Regions from separate parts of the Sus scrofa genome. Here region 2 is linked to region 1. A link is a contact called in public Hi-C data. All regions are on one chromosome and are shown on one strand. Each heading gives the region's core, a stretch centred on a gene start, on an enhancer-like site or on the middle of the called end of the contact. The rest is flanking DNA. Distances are from core to core; before and after follow the strand shown.

What was found. Hi-C and Micro-C count contacts between places; a contact is called where the count stands out from the background.
Region 2: a Hi-C map of omental adipose tissue shows a contact between it and region 1, with 2.0 times the contacts expected there. The contact joins the promoter of TSSC4 here to the enhancer-like site in region 1. A contact is called at or near these places in 3 of 5 promoter capture datasets (fetal liver, fetal skeletal muscle and liver), 25 of 47 Hi-C or Micro-C datasets (adipose tissue, blood, brain and 12 more) and 1 of 2 datasets of contacts at active chromatin or transcription factors (skeletal muscle).

Annotation. Positions count from the first base shown.
Region 1 is chr2:1,520,741-1,527,640 of Sscrofa11.1, reverse strand. No RefSeq gene overlaps it. Among named protein-coding and RNA genes, the nearest start is that of TH, 18 kb to the right of the region's middle. Within about 2 kb of position 2,645, at least 5 of the 83 cell types and tissues checked have an H3K27ac peak or open chromatin away from gene starts, as enhancers often do. A contact at or near this core is called in omental adipose tissue, where this site is marked.
Region 2 is chr2:1,640,173-1,647,072 of Sscrofa11.1, reverse strand. TSSC4 (a long non-coding RNA gene) reads right to left here and starts at 4,380. Exons shown (of 4, transcript XR_002341392.1): 1 at 4,032-4,380; 2 at 3,338-3,503; 3 at 2,533-2,664; 4 at 1,213-2,406. It overlaps CD81 (CD81 molecule), which reads right to left. Exons shown (of 8, transcript NM_001078679.1): 6 at 6,631-6,732; 7 at 6,081-6,167; 8 at 5,938-6,000. The coding sequence ends at 5,938. It overlaps TRPM5 (transient receptor potential cation channel subfamily M member 5), which reads left to right. Exons shown (of 25, transcript XM_021082618.1): 25 at 1-476. The coding sequence ends at 96.

The sequences.
Region 1 (6,900 bases), core at 1,396-3,895:
GGAGTCTGCCCCCCGCGTGATGGGCCAAGACCTGCCTCCCCCAGCCCAGCCCTGCCCTCACGGCCCCCGACCCCAGAGCCACCACCCCGCCAGCCGCGGTACTCTCATGCGGAAACTGAGGACACGTGGTGGAGCCCCGAGAAAGAAAGGAGAGCGCCGTGCCGTGCGGGTGACAGACGGGGGCACTGGGCACCGCCTTGTCTAACCGAGTCCGGTGGCGGCGGGGTTTTGTCACCACTCCGGGGAAGGGGGAGAAAGTGAGCCATGAGACACTGCTCTCTTGCTGCCGACTCTTGCGCCGTGGTGGTGAAGGCCCTGCTGGTTGGCTCAGGTCCACTGTGTGCACACAGAGGGAAACGCCAGCCCTGGGGGGTCCCCGTCGTGGCGCAGTGGTTAACGAATCCGACGAGGAGCCACGAGGTTACAGGTTCGATCCCCAGCCTTGCTCCGTGGGTTAAGGATCTGGCGTTGCCACGAGCTGTGGTGTAGGTCGCAGACACAGCTTGGATCTGGTGTTGCTATGGCTGTGGTGAAGGCTGGCAGCTACAGGTCCAATTGGACCCCTAGCCTGGGAACCACCATACGCTGTGGGTGCGGCCCTAAAAAGACAAAAGACCAAAAAAAAAAAAAAAAAAAAAAAAGGCAGCCGAGCTGATGGCCGCCCCCACGTCAAAGTCCACCTCTCCCGATTCCCTGGCCCCAAGGTGCCAACGCTTCAGCGGGCCGTCCATGGGCACTGTTGCCTGAGGTTACTCTCCTGAGGGACCGGGGCTCTTGCCATTCTTCCGCCTTCCGGACCTCGCCGGGGGAGCCAGCAGGGCCCAGGAGGGGTCACATACCAGCAGACCCAGCCACGCTGGTGAGTGGTGAGCTGTGGCCGCTGCACCACGACGGCCACCTGGCCCACAGCGGGCTGACGAGGGGCCCGAGGTCAGAGTCTAAATGCGGAAAAGCGGCAGGAGCCGTGAACAGGTCCAGTCCTGGCCCCTCTCCCGTGACCTCGCCCCGGCTCTCCCAAACCCAATGCCTGGTCTGGTCCTTTGGCCCCAGTGTCCCTGGAGGTGGAACCTGACTCCTGCCAGCCCCTTCCAGGAAAGCCTGCCCAGTGTCTGCCTCGGGCGCCTCTGCTGGGAAAGGGGAACCCCCCCCAACCGCCCCCCAACCGCTTGCTCCCTCCTCGATGCTGGCCCCGGGTCTGCTCCCACGGGCACAACCACCCCAGCCCCCAGACCCGCTGGAGCAGTAGTCGGGTCACAGAGCTCATCCGTCTCTGGACACCCAGTTCCAGCACCGGGGGACGCAGGAGGCTCATGGGGAGGGCTGGCCCTGGGACAGCCCAGGTCAGGTGCCGCGTGGCCCAGACACCCATGGTGACTGGTCACCACAGCCCCCCACAGAGCCAAGCTGCCATCATGCCCCCGCCAATGGCCTCCTGTGTAGGAGGAGAGCTCTCTGAAGACCCACCCACCCAGGGGAGCCCCCACACCGGGAGCCTGGCCTCGGAATCCTCTAGAATCTCTGGAGCCACCCGACCCCCACCCGAAATTCCATCAGATATTTTGGGAACAGAGTTGGGAAGGCTCGCAGGCCTCCTGCACTCTGCACAGGGCAGTGGGGCAGGGTGGGCATCAGGGCTGCACCCAGAGCCCCCCCTCACCTGTGACCCCAAGAATGTGCCATTTCGGGTCCTCGGACCCCATGGGTCCCAGGGCAGTCGAGGGAGCAGACAGGATAAGGTTCTAGACCCTGTTCTGGCCCCCTGCCACCCGTGGGAGGGGAGGGCCTGGGGCCACAGGGCGGGGGCCCTCAGGCACGGCACCCCAAGCAGGCCAGCTCACCCCTTCTTCTCAGCGTCTCCCCAAAGCCTGCACTCCAGACAGGGCTCCTGCCCCTTTCAGCCCACTGCCCCTTCCCTGTGTTCCAGACCTGGACGGGGGGCAGCAGAGACAGCGTGATAGCCAGGCCAGTCTCACGGCCTTCACGCCTGCCCCGGGGGCTAGAGGACAGGGCAGGTCAGCCTGGACTGGGCATGGGCTCAGCTGTGGGTGCTGCTGGCCTTGCTGTGGGGATGACAGAGCTGGCTCGGTCCCACCACCTGAGCTGGGCCACCTGGTCCCCACTGCCACCATCCTGGGCCAAGAACTCCCCCGGCTTCCGGAAGCACCTCAATATGGGTCAGTATTGGGTGGTCATGAGGTGGCCTGGGGTTGTGTCCCAGCCCCCAGGAGGCCACTCTCCACCCCGTCCAGGTGGGGGAAGACCCCGCCTCCAGGCCGGGCACCCACCTGTAAGATGCCCCCGTGAGGTCCCAGAGGCAGAGCTCGGGCTGGGGCCAGGGTGCCCTGGGGTCACCGTCAGGGGGCCTTCCTCTGGGCCCAGGCTGGGGCCGGGCTGGCCAGCCACACCCCTGGAGACAGAGTGCTGGGTGGCTCCATGCTCCTCCACCCCGCAGGCCTCTTTGATGTCCCAGACTGGCAGGGCGGGGCCCGGTCTTCCTCTGGCCCCTTTGAAGCCGGGCCCTGCCCCGTGCCACCCCCCCCCTCCCCACAGCAGAACCCGGGAGGCACGGAGTTCACCCGGCCTCCAGGCTGCCCTCATCCCTTGCTGGGCCTGGCACAGGGGGACGGGAAGGCTGGGCCCAGGCAGGAGGAGCCCGCCGGCCAGGCTCCAGGCCCACCCCGTCCCCATGGCGGCTGGGAGGAGCAGGGCCCCTTATCAGGGCGGCCACCCGCCACCCCACCTGCAGCTGATGGGGAGATGGGGAGCCTGGCCATAAACCCGTTTGTTCCCCCGAAAGAGAGAGAAAAGGACATAACCTCATAAAACGGAGCCAGAATCAAAGCTGACTTATCTCGGCATTTTGCTATAAAATCACAGAATCAGGAAGGCAGCGGCCTCTTTATGATTCAGGCTCACAGAGGTTTCCGGGTGAGCGTGGCTGGCAGAGGCCAGCGCTGCCCACACAGGGGCCGAGCCGAGGCGGGAGGTCCGACGTGGAGCCCGAGGGGAGCCTGCAGAAGGCAGGGGTGTGGGCGTGGGAAGGGGACCGCGGGCCACGGAGGCCAAGGTGAACCCAGCGGAGCCTCAGCCCAATTACTCTGGGCCTCCAGAGGCGCCTCCTGGCCTGGGGCCTGTGCCCGCCGGTCTCTGCAGAAGACCCCCCTTCCTGGGACCCCTAGACCCTCAGGAAACCCAGTAGGAGGGCGGGGCCTCTGCACCGGGCAGGGACGCCAGACCCGGCTCACCCTGGGGGCACCCCAAAGCCCAGTGTAGAGGTCGCAAGGGTGCCTGGTGGAGTCTCCCCCAGGCCCCTGGGCCTTCCCTGTCCCCTTGGGGGGGCCAGCTGGTGGGGGACCCCTGGGACCTAAAACCTGGGCCAGCCGGGCAGTTGCTCGGCCCGGGGTCCCCATCAGACAATTGCGTGCACCTGGCGAGGTAGGAGCCCACCCACCGACGTGCATCGCACACACCTGGGCACTAAGAATGTGCATTTGCGCCCATACGGGGCAGCCACATGGCTTGGACACGTGCGCTGGCCCCACACATCCGCACGCGGGTGCCGCAGCCACGCTTCCTGCACGCTTCTGCTCTCCGCTAACCACACCTGAGCTCGCGGCAGCCCTTCCTTCCAAACAAGCCAGGCAGGTTAGGACACTGGTTTGCAAGCCTCTGGGGGGGGGATGGGGGAGGGGTGCTCAACTCTAGGCAGGGGCTGAAACCATCCTGCCAACCCCCACCCGGGCTGGCCCAGCCCCACCCCCGTGGCCCTTCCCACCCCGCACCCCAGCAGGGTGGCCGCCAAGAACCCCTTCCCCAGAGGCCCGGGCGGCCCAGGCCAGGTGAGGGAGGCTCTGCCCTGCCGGCTCCTGTGCCCCGGGCGACACTCTCCACCTTGGACAGGCTGGAAGGAGGGATCTGGCAGGGCATTTGCCCAGCGAGGTCCAGTAGATGCAGGTCTGGGGCAGGTGGGGGCTCAGCCTGCCTCTTGCTTAGGGCACAGCCTGCGGGGGCCCAGGACGGAACCCAGAACTCAACAACCCCCAGGGAGAATGGGTCGGGGAGGCCCCCTGGCTGAGAGAAGGCTTCCTGGAGGGAGTGGCCTTCCCGCTGGGCCCAGCAGACGGGGTGGGGGGTGGGCGCGGCGGGCAGGCAGCGTCTAGCCTTCTCCTGGGGTCCTGCGGGTCCGCCGGGGGCTTGCCGTGCAGGTGCAGGTGAGTGCCCCTGGGTCTGACCGTTCGCTTGGCTGACAGGTCATGGGGCCAGCTGGCGGTGAGGACCCCGGGGATGGGGCTTTGGGGGTCCCGTTGGCATTGGGAAGGGGTTGGGTTCTGTTAGGCCTGTTTGCAAGAGGCTAGCTGGAAGCTCAGGAAGCTGGAGGTGGGCCTCGCCTGGGGAATTCAGAATCCGGGCTCCGAGAACCGTGATGGCCCGTCTGCTCAGTGTCGTTGTGGACAAGCCTCCAGCCCCTCCAGCCCCCCTCCAGCCCTCCCTCCTGCCTCTTTGGATCTGCCTATGCATCGATCTGTCTATTATCCATCCAGCTATTAAATCTCCCTCTTTCATCGACGGCACCCACAGCATACAAACATTCCTGGGCCAGGGATCGAACCCATGCCACGGCAGTGACAACGCCGGATCCTTAACCTGCTGAGCCACCAGGAAGTCCTGACTCACCCTCTGTACTGACTGAGCAAAGGGCCGTGAGCTGAGACCCTTAATTTCTCACAGGTCATGAAATTCGGGGGCAGAGTCCACGTGTTTCTAGAAGCCCTAGGGGGCCGGGTACGGAACGGGCTTCCAGGGATCTTTGTTGGATGAATGAAATCATGAGAAAGTGATTGGACCGCCCCGTTCGTCCAGCTGCTTGCCAGCTGCTTTGTAAAGATGACCTCTCACCTTCTCAGAGGCCTGGCCGGCCCGAGGTGGCAGTCAGCTGAGATGCCATGCTTGTTTGGCACGTGGGAGGCCCCTGTCCACGGCGTGGGTGCCTCTTGTGTCTAATCAGGGTCAGGGGGAGCAGCAGGTGCAGGGCACATGTGGGGCCGGGGCCGATGTCTGGGGAGGGCGGGAGGAGGGGGTGTGCGGAGGCCGTTGTGGGGGTGCAGGGGACAGACCCCAGCGAGACCCTCCCTGGCCAGGCACCAGGACAGGTGATGGGGGGCCGCCTCCGGGGCGTGTGACAGAAGCCTCTCAGAGGAGGCCCTCCCACGGCCTCTGGACCATCAAGGGACCGGGGGCGCTGGGCCTGGGGGTCACACCCAGCTGGCCGGCCAGCCCGGGTGGGGTCGGAGGCCCGGGCAGTTCACCTGAGCTGGATGCTATACAGCCCTGAGGCCTGGCCGCCAGCCCTGGGAGCAGCCCAGGCCTGGGGGAGCTGCCCGGTGGCCCCCACCTCAGCTCAGGCGGCCTCCCCTGTGGGAGCTCCTGGGAGCCAGTGGCCAGGGCTCGGGCTCCTCTTTGGTGGCTGTGACTGACGTGAGGTCGCCCGCTTGGCTGGAGGCTCCACCCAGAGCCCCAGGCTTAGGAAGTCCCGGGCTGCGGAGGGAAGGGGTTCCTGATGTTGGAGATGCTGAATGTGTGGGGTGCAGGGAGCCCCAGCAGCCTTGGCCCATCCTTCGAAGACCCCCAGGGCACCAGGGCTCCAGCCCCCCGTGGTTGTGGGGGAGGGGCATGGGGGGAGGGCGAGTGGTCCATGGGGCCCCGTGGAGATGGCGGGGCAGCCACCTGCACAACGGACCAGGGTGTTCGGGCACAGAACATGCTGGTCCCTCGGGTCTGCCCGGGCCCCCTGCCCCAGGCCCCAGGCCCCACCCACCACCCTGGCCCTCCTGCCAGCTCACCCAGGCCTCCAGATGGAAGGGCGGAGGTCCGGCCAGGCCTCCCCTCCTTCCCAGGCGGGAGCCCCTGAAGCTGTGTCCCCGATCCCTCCCCCCACCCCAAGTGGCATCGTCTACAGGCGCTGGCTGTGTGGGCCCCGTGGGATGTGCCTTGGGGGCTCAGGCAGATGGTCCTCCAAGCGGCCTGTCTGTGGCAGTCAGGCTGCCCCAGGCAGACAGGCCCGGCAAGGCGGCCATGTCCTGGGCTGGGTGTGTCTGCAGGGGCAGTTCTGGGTCGCCCTGGACACCCAGAAGGGGACCCTGTGGGCACAGGTGATTTTGGGTGGGCAGAGGATGCGGGCCCGGGAGGGGCTGGGCTGCTGGGGCCAAGAGGCTCCAGAGGTCCTCTGAGACGACCAGGATGGCTTTGTCCCTTCCACCCGGAAATGGATGGGGTGCAACTGGGCGAGACACGTGACAGGTCAGCCCCCAGGTCCATGACGCAGGAGTCACTCTCCCCCGGGGCTGCTGTAAAGAGGGGTGCACCGCCTCTGCGCAAGGCCCTCATTCCAGATGGGGACCGGCCAGGCCTGGGCCACCCCCTGGCCCTGGGTGCTCTCAGGAGGTGACCCTGCCAGCCCTGTGGGCCCCCATGGGAGCACCTTGGCCTCAAGGCCACCACAGAGGACAGCACCCTGGGGTGAGTAATTATGGGGGCGCCACTGTCCCCTGAACTCGCTTTTGCCCTGGGAGAAAGGAGGCCCACGGTACAGTGACAGGGACACCACTGAAGCTGAGGGGGGACTGGTGGGGGCTGTGAGGGTGGCCTGGCCACATCCGTCCTCTGAAAGAGGCAGTGCCACCTGTGGTGGGCGTCAAACCTGCTGAGCGGCCCCAAGGGAGCCAGCGCCCCGGCTTATCTCAGTCCAGCGTTGGTGCCTGTTGAGCGAGGGCGTTGGAGCCAGCCCCCCAACACTCCACCTGCCCTCCCCACGGGCTGGGCCTCCATCCTCCCCTCCACGGGGACAAAGGACCAGCATGTGCTTGCATGTACGTGTTTGAGTGTGTGTGCGTGTGTGCATGC
Region 2 (6,900 bases), core at 3,131-5,630, 120 kb before region 1:
TTCAGCAGTGGGAGCCCACAGGCTTCTGCTGACGGAGGAGGGCGCCTGAGCGGCAGGGAGCACCCAGAGGCCAGGCCACCGCCCTCGAGCGCCTGAGCCACGTGGACTGTCAGCGCAGGGTGGCCTCTCCCGGGGCCCCGGGCCCTGAACTGATCTTCCTGGCCCCGTGGACACGCCAACCTCCTCCCACCTTCCGCTGGCGCCCCCTCCCCGCCACCCCCGCAGGGGGATGTGGCTTGTGGCCTCAAAAGGAACCACTCCCTGCCCTGCCGGGCATCTCCTGAGCCCCTTGGCCTGGGCGTGTTGCCAGCCCCCTCCCTGACAGGCAGCGCCCCCGTGACCCCATCCAGAACCAGCCCTCCGGGCCGGGAGAGCAGACACCTGCTGAGCCGCGTTGGGTGGGCGGTTTCCCCACAGGCCACACCGTCCTCTCCTCAACCTGTGTTGCCCGCCAAGAGACCAGTCCTTTTCTGAAAGGCTTGTACTCGGAATTTCTGTCCATGAAGGGCCAGGGCATGGTGGCTGCCACACCGCCAGCAGCTCACAGCACACACTAGACTAACCAGCCCAGGGTGTGGCTGTGGTCCCCACCCCAAGAGGACCCGCCTGTGCCCCAAGAGCTGCTGGATTATAAACGAGGCCTGGGAGACACACCCACGCTTTGGGCTGCAGCCCGAATCAGTGGACCCTGGGCTGGCAGGGAGAGGGGCTCCTGTCCTGTGGGGACGAGGTCCAGGCTCCTGCGTTGCCCTCAGCTAAGCCAAGTGGCCAGTCCAGCCAGTGTGTCCTTCCTTGGGGACCTGGGGCAGCAGAGCAGGCTGGCCAGCCCCCAGCTCCTGCCTCGAGTCACAGGAGAGCCGGCCTGCTCCTGTCTGCCTTCCGGCCACCCTCCTCGGCGCCCAGCACACAGCAGCCCAGCAGTCCTGGGGACACTGTCCCAGGTCGCTGGTCGTCTTCACACACAGCCTGGGTGGGACAGAGCGGAGGGGGACCCTGGCCCTGTGGTCTGCAGACCTGTCAGAGCCACCTGCTGCTCGCCAGGGCTGGGCGCCCACCGAGGGAGCAGGTCGCTTCAGCCCCTCTGAGATGCGCTGCAGATGAACCCGGGCTTGACGTGACGTCAAGAGGCTCCACTGCGGAGCCGGGGCCGGGTGGGCCGCGGCGCAGAGGCCCAGCCAGTTCCTGGGGGAAAGGGGTCAACAGACACAGCGCCCGAGGACCAAGCAAAATCTTTATTGTCCCCCAGGCGCGGGGGGAGTCAGGGCTCCCGCCGCCCGGCCCACACCCTCCGCAGTCTCTGCTCCCCAGGAAACCAGGGCCCAGCCCGGGCCACTGGCGCCACCTAGAGGCGGCCCACGGGCTCCCTTCCCCAGGCCCGGGCGGCGGGTCAGGGAGCAGCCAGGCAGCCTCCGCTCAGGCCTCAGCGCCCCCCGGGGCCTCGGGGCCGTGGCCCTTGCTCCGGAAGTGGTCTCTGCTCCGCTTCTTGCTGCCGTGGAAGCCCACTGTCTCCACGGGCGAGGGGCCCGCTGCTGCCCCGGGGGGTGCCAGCCCCTCGGGCACAGCCACCTCCACCAGGCCCCCCCGGGGGCCGCTGCCCTCCTCCGCCGCCTCCGGGCTCCCGGGCCCAGCCAGGTGGGCCAGCTCCACGGGGCCGTCGCCACCGCCCGCCGTTCCTGGGCTCCCGGGGGCTGCCCTGCCGGGCTCCCCGGCCTTCCTCAGGCCCCTCTTCCTCTCGGGCCGGGCCTCGCTGGTGCGGGCCGGTTTGGTGAAGACGACCCGGCCCTCCCCGCAGCTGGAGGGGTCCTGGTTGAAGGAGGGCACGTAGTCGCCGGGGGCAGCCAGGCTCTGGGGGCCCAGGAAGGCCAGGGCGGCGGCCCGGTTGCTCTGCTCACTGGCCTCGGCCACGTCCTCCAGGCTGTACTTGGTCCAGCGCTCGGGGTGGGCCACGTAGTCGGGGACGGGGGGCGCCCTCGGAGGAGCAGGGCTCTGAGTGGCCCTGCCCCGGGCCCCTGCTGGAGGCCGCCTGGAGGGTAGGGGCGGCAGCTTGAAGCCCCCACTGTGGCCCGGACCGGCCGGGGCCGCAGAGGGCAGAGCCCGCCCGGCCGCCCCCTCCAGGTGGTCGAAGATGTCGTGGCTGCGCTGGGAGAAGGTGGGGCTCGTGCCTCTCAGGTGGAAGGGCTGCACCACGGCGCCGGGGGGGCCCGGGGGGGCTCGGGGGGCTCCTCAGGGCCCGAGTCCTCCGGGTCCCCCCCAGGCAGCCCCCCCGGGGACAGAGCTTCCACCTCAGCAGTGTCGGGCAGGCTAAGGTCCGAGTCCGAGTCACTGAGGGAGACGGTGTCAGAAGGCAGGGCGTCGACCTCCAAGGCTGCCCCCGCCTCAGCCATGCGTCCAGAGGCCTTGCCACACCTGGACCAAGACAGCCCCGAGGCCCGGCTCAGGACAGCACGGGCTCAGACCCGGTCCCTCCTGCAGACCCACCACCCCGGGCAGGGGGTGCAGAAACGGTGTCCCCAGCTCTTACCCTCCTCTTACCTGCTAGGGCTGCTGGGGGCTGGCGCAGACACCTGCGTGCTGGAGAGCTGGGGCCTGGCAAAGGTTGTTGGTGGCAAAGCCCCCCGTGCCCCCGCCGGGCTCAGCTCTGCTCAGTGGCTCAAGTGCAGCTGGCTGAGGGCAGGAAGGGAGACCAACCATCAGACCAGACAGCGAACACGCACAAGGGACGCCACCACCCCGGGAGTGGGCTTGGGTTTATGGAGGCCCGGACACAGCCAGGCCCAGGAGCCGGTCAATCCTCCAGAGCCCAGTCTAACTAGATCCACTAGGGGGCCTGCTGGGGGTGGTTTTGGTAGTAAGTAGGTAGCTAGGGCTTGAACTCAGGGCCAAGACACCGCTCTCTGCCAAGCTGGGTGGCCTACCAACCGCTCAGCACGGCGGGTGGCACTTAGAGCTCCCCATCTGCCTGCTCCTGACAGCTGGAAGGTGCCATGGGAGTGCTGCAGGGGTCTGCCGCCAAGTCCCTGGCATCTGAGCGTCAAGCTGTCAGGAAGCTGGAAGGTTGGTGATGACCTGGAGTGGCCTAGCTCGGCAGAGGCCAGCCCCTGCAGCCCCGGGAGCCCCCTCCTGTGCCACTTCTGTACTCCTGCACACCTCTCATGTTCCCAACCGAGCAGAAAAGTGCCGCCAACACCTGTTTAGTAGTCGAGGGTCACCCAACACCTTGAAGCTTGTTTCCAGGCTGCGAGAGCAGCCCATCCTCACCCTCTGCCATCCATCCACTAAGCCCCTCTCCCCACCCAAGCCCCCCTCACCCAGGGTGACCCGCTGCTCCTTCACCCACCGAGGACCAGGCCAGGCCGGCAAGGAGGGGCTCTGAGCACCCGGTACCAGATCAAACACAGGCGAGACCTCCATTCCTCCGGGCCATGCATGACTCCCGGGGTGAAGAAACTGCTCCAGGAGAGCAAGGGTACACGAAGCAAACGCCAATGGTGTCCGCTTTAGATCTGGGGGAACCAGAGCGGAGAGGTAACGGGCCCGCGAGGCAGTACACTGCAGGCAAAGCCGGAGTTGCAACCAGACTCCAACCTCCTAAACGTGCACTCCTGTCCCGGGGAGTCGCGGGGACCCCGTGGTCAGTGGGGCACGCCGGGGCGGGGGGCGGGCGCCCTCGGAACGCGGGGGCTGCTGCTTGGAGTTCTCGGACAACTTCCTGAGCTCCACGGAGGGCAGAGCTGAGTCCAGGCTGGCCTGGGTGCTCGGAGGGGCTTTCTCAGGGCCGGGGTCTGGGCAGGTCGGTCCCTGGGCGCAGGCCCCCTGGCGTCCGGGCGGTCCTCCCTCCCCTCGGAAGCAGAGCCTTGACTTCGCTCCACGTGCCCAGGGACCTCTCCGAATCGGGGGCCTGACTCCTAGGGCCAAGTCGGGGGGGTGGGCCAGCGTCTCGCGGGTCTCCCTGCTCGGGGCAGCAGCCTGCGGACTGCGGCGCCGCGAGGCCCGGCCGGCCGGCAACGCTCTTCTCGCCGCCACAAACCTACCGGTTCATCGCGGCCCCGCTGCCTCCATCTTTGCGTGGCGCTCGGCCCTCTGGGAAACGGAGTCCTCCGCCGGCCGAGCGCCGCGGCTTCCGCGCCGAAAGAACTACATCTCCCACAAGGCACTGGGACGCTTGGCCCGAAGCCGCTCGGGAACGTCGTCTTTGCGTCGCTCTCCCTAGCCTTCCCTCCCGGAAACGGCGGCGAAGAAACCGGAATTGACTGAGGGAAGGAGGGAGGCGGGCGGCAAGACGGGGACTCCCAGGATGCTCGAGGGCTGACGGCCAGCGCCGCGTTCATGGGGCCGCAGCGCCGCCTAGCGGAAGCCGCGAGCACCGGAAGTGCGTCGACGCGCCTGGCGCCTTTCACGGCGGCTTCCGGTCCTGAGCTGGAGCCGCGGGCCGGGCAGTAGTAGGTCCCAGGAGTCGGTGTCGGGCTGTGCCCGTGGCGGAGCGGGCCCGCCACTGATGGCCTGACTGGTCACTTCTACCCCGGAGCGGAGGGCCGGTCCCAGTCCCCGCAAGCCGGGCCGCACGTACCTCGGCAGTGCGCCCAGGCGATGGATGCCCTGTCCCCACCGGCGTCTCCCCCGCCTTGCCTGCCGGGCTGCACCCCCGCTGTCCAGGGCTCAGGCCATGCTGTGGCCCAGGGATTCTGCAGCATCGGGTCACCTCATCCTTAAGACAGCCCCCAACTTAGGGCCTCACCCGGAATGCAGGGTCCAGTCCGCCCCAGGAACTAAGTCACATCGCAGCTTGCAGAGGTGACAGTGGTGACAGCCTCGGCCAGGGTGTCCGCAGGGCCTCGCAGCACAGCGATAAGTGAAAAGGAGAGGGCCTCTTCCAACCCACTACCCCAGTGGGGACTGTGGAGGGACAGGGCTGCACTGCAGCCCCCAAGGAGCCCCAGGTGGCCTCAAGAGGTCGGGACCAGCAGGCAGCTCATGGTGACATCACCCAGCATTCCCAGTGCGGGCAGTGCCCTACCCAAGAGGTGGCCGGGACGCGGTCCAGTGGTGGGCCAGTGGGCTCCCCCACCAGCCCTGCAAGATGGGGCCACCGAGCTCCTCACAAGCAACCAGTCAGAGGAGAGGCCCTCAGGAGGGAGCAGTCTGGCAGGGCTACCCCACCAGCCCGCGGCACCCCCGCTGGGCAGCGCTGCCCGAGGAATGGCGGTGGGAGTGAGGGAGGAGTGGAGGCGGCTGCAGGCCACACAAGGCCCAACAGAGGGGCGTGCCCGCCACGGAGTCTCCCCGCAGCCCCATCCACACCCACCAACAGGGTTGGCAGCACACCCCCGGCCCAGCCGTGTCTGAAGAGCCTGAGCGCCACCCCGGGGCCCGTCTCAAACGTCGCGGGCATAGGAAGGAGCCGGACAGTTGGTTAGCATGCCTGTTTCTTCTTTCTTTATTGAATGACTTTGAGGATGTAATTACAGTCGAAAGTGACGCGTTAGAAAGGAGAGGTGCATCAGAGGCGTAAGGCTGCTCGGAGACCCGGCTCTCAGGACAGGCGGCCGGAAAGAAACAAGGATTAAAAAGGGCTGGGCGAGCGCGCAGCCCACGGGGTCGGCTGGGTGGGAGGACGCAGCTGGGCCGTAGGGCCCTCGTGGCCCCCGGGAGAGGCCTGGCTGAGCAGGCAGAGGCCCCAAGCAGCCCCGGAAGCAGAGGGGGCCCCTGCCCTAGAGTCCCCACGGCCCACTCACATGCCACCTACGGGTGACGGCGGCCCCAAAAGTAACAGGGAGCTTGAGGACAGGAACAAGACCTCAAAAGTAAAGGCTGATCAGTGTAGCGGTGATATCAGGAAGTTATATACACAGGTGCTGACCGCCCTTCTCAGAAGTATCCGGTCACTCTGGGGGCACCGCGGGGGGCGGCGGCCCCCCTGCGGCCTCGGTGGCCGGGGCCTCAGTACACCGAGCTGTTCCGGATGCCACAGCACAGTACCATGCTCAGGATCATCTCGAAGATCTGGCGGGGGGGGCGGCAGGCCGGTCAGCACCTGGAGACCCGCGGGGCCCCGGGCAGGTGCCCGCCCGCCCGCCACTCACCATGATCACAGCGACCACAATGGCTGCGATGCCAATGAGGTACAGCTTCCCCGAGAAGAGCTCGTCAATCTTGCTGTGGCAGTCCTCCTGGGGGGGCAGCGCGCCGTCAGCGGCGCCCGACCTCAGGCCCCCGGCCGTGCCCCGGCCCAGGGCCATTGCAGCAAGAGACAGAGGGGCCCAGGCCCCTCAGAAGACGTGTGAACAGGACCTGGCCTGCCCCGGGTTTTGACTCACGTCCCTTTACGCGAACAGGGAGATGGCGAGTGTGTGCCCTCTGGCGCCCAGAGATGGCGAAGTGCACAGGGACAGGGCGGGCGCAGGCGGTCGGGGCGCCCTCCGTGCAGTTTGGGGAACTCCCTCACCAGGAACCTGGGCCAGAGACTCACCTCCCCGATGGCCGGCGGCAGCAGAGCAGTCCCGACTCCACCCACGCTGCCCCCCAGTCCTTGCCAGCGGGCGCCCTGAAAGGCCCTGCCACCACCCAGGACCCACTGGGGATGGCAGCCCGATGGCCCGCAGGTGCCACCCCCCCGCCCCCAGCACCCCGTACCTTCATCAAGTTGCTGATGATGTTGCCACCCGAGGGGCACAGGCTGTTCTTGAGCACAGAGGTGGTCAGCGTGGTCAGCGTGTTGGAGCCGCAGCAGTTGAGCTGCAGAGACGCAGGGCGCCGGCCATCAGCCCTGAGCCCGCAGCCGGCAGCCGCCGCCTGGCCTGGCCTGGGGGCTGGGAAGAGTCCTCTCCGGGGAAGACCTGGGCCCAGGGGCCCCACTCCCACCCCAGCTCCTCCCCAGCTGCGCTGCTCAGAGACCCCTGTGCA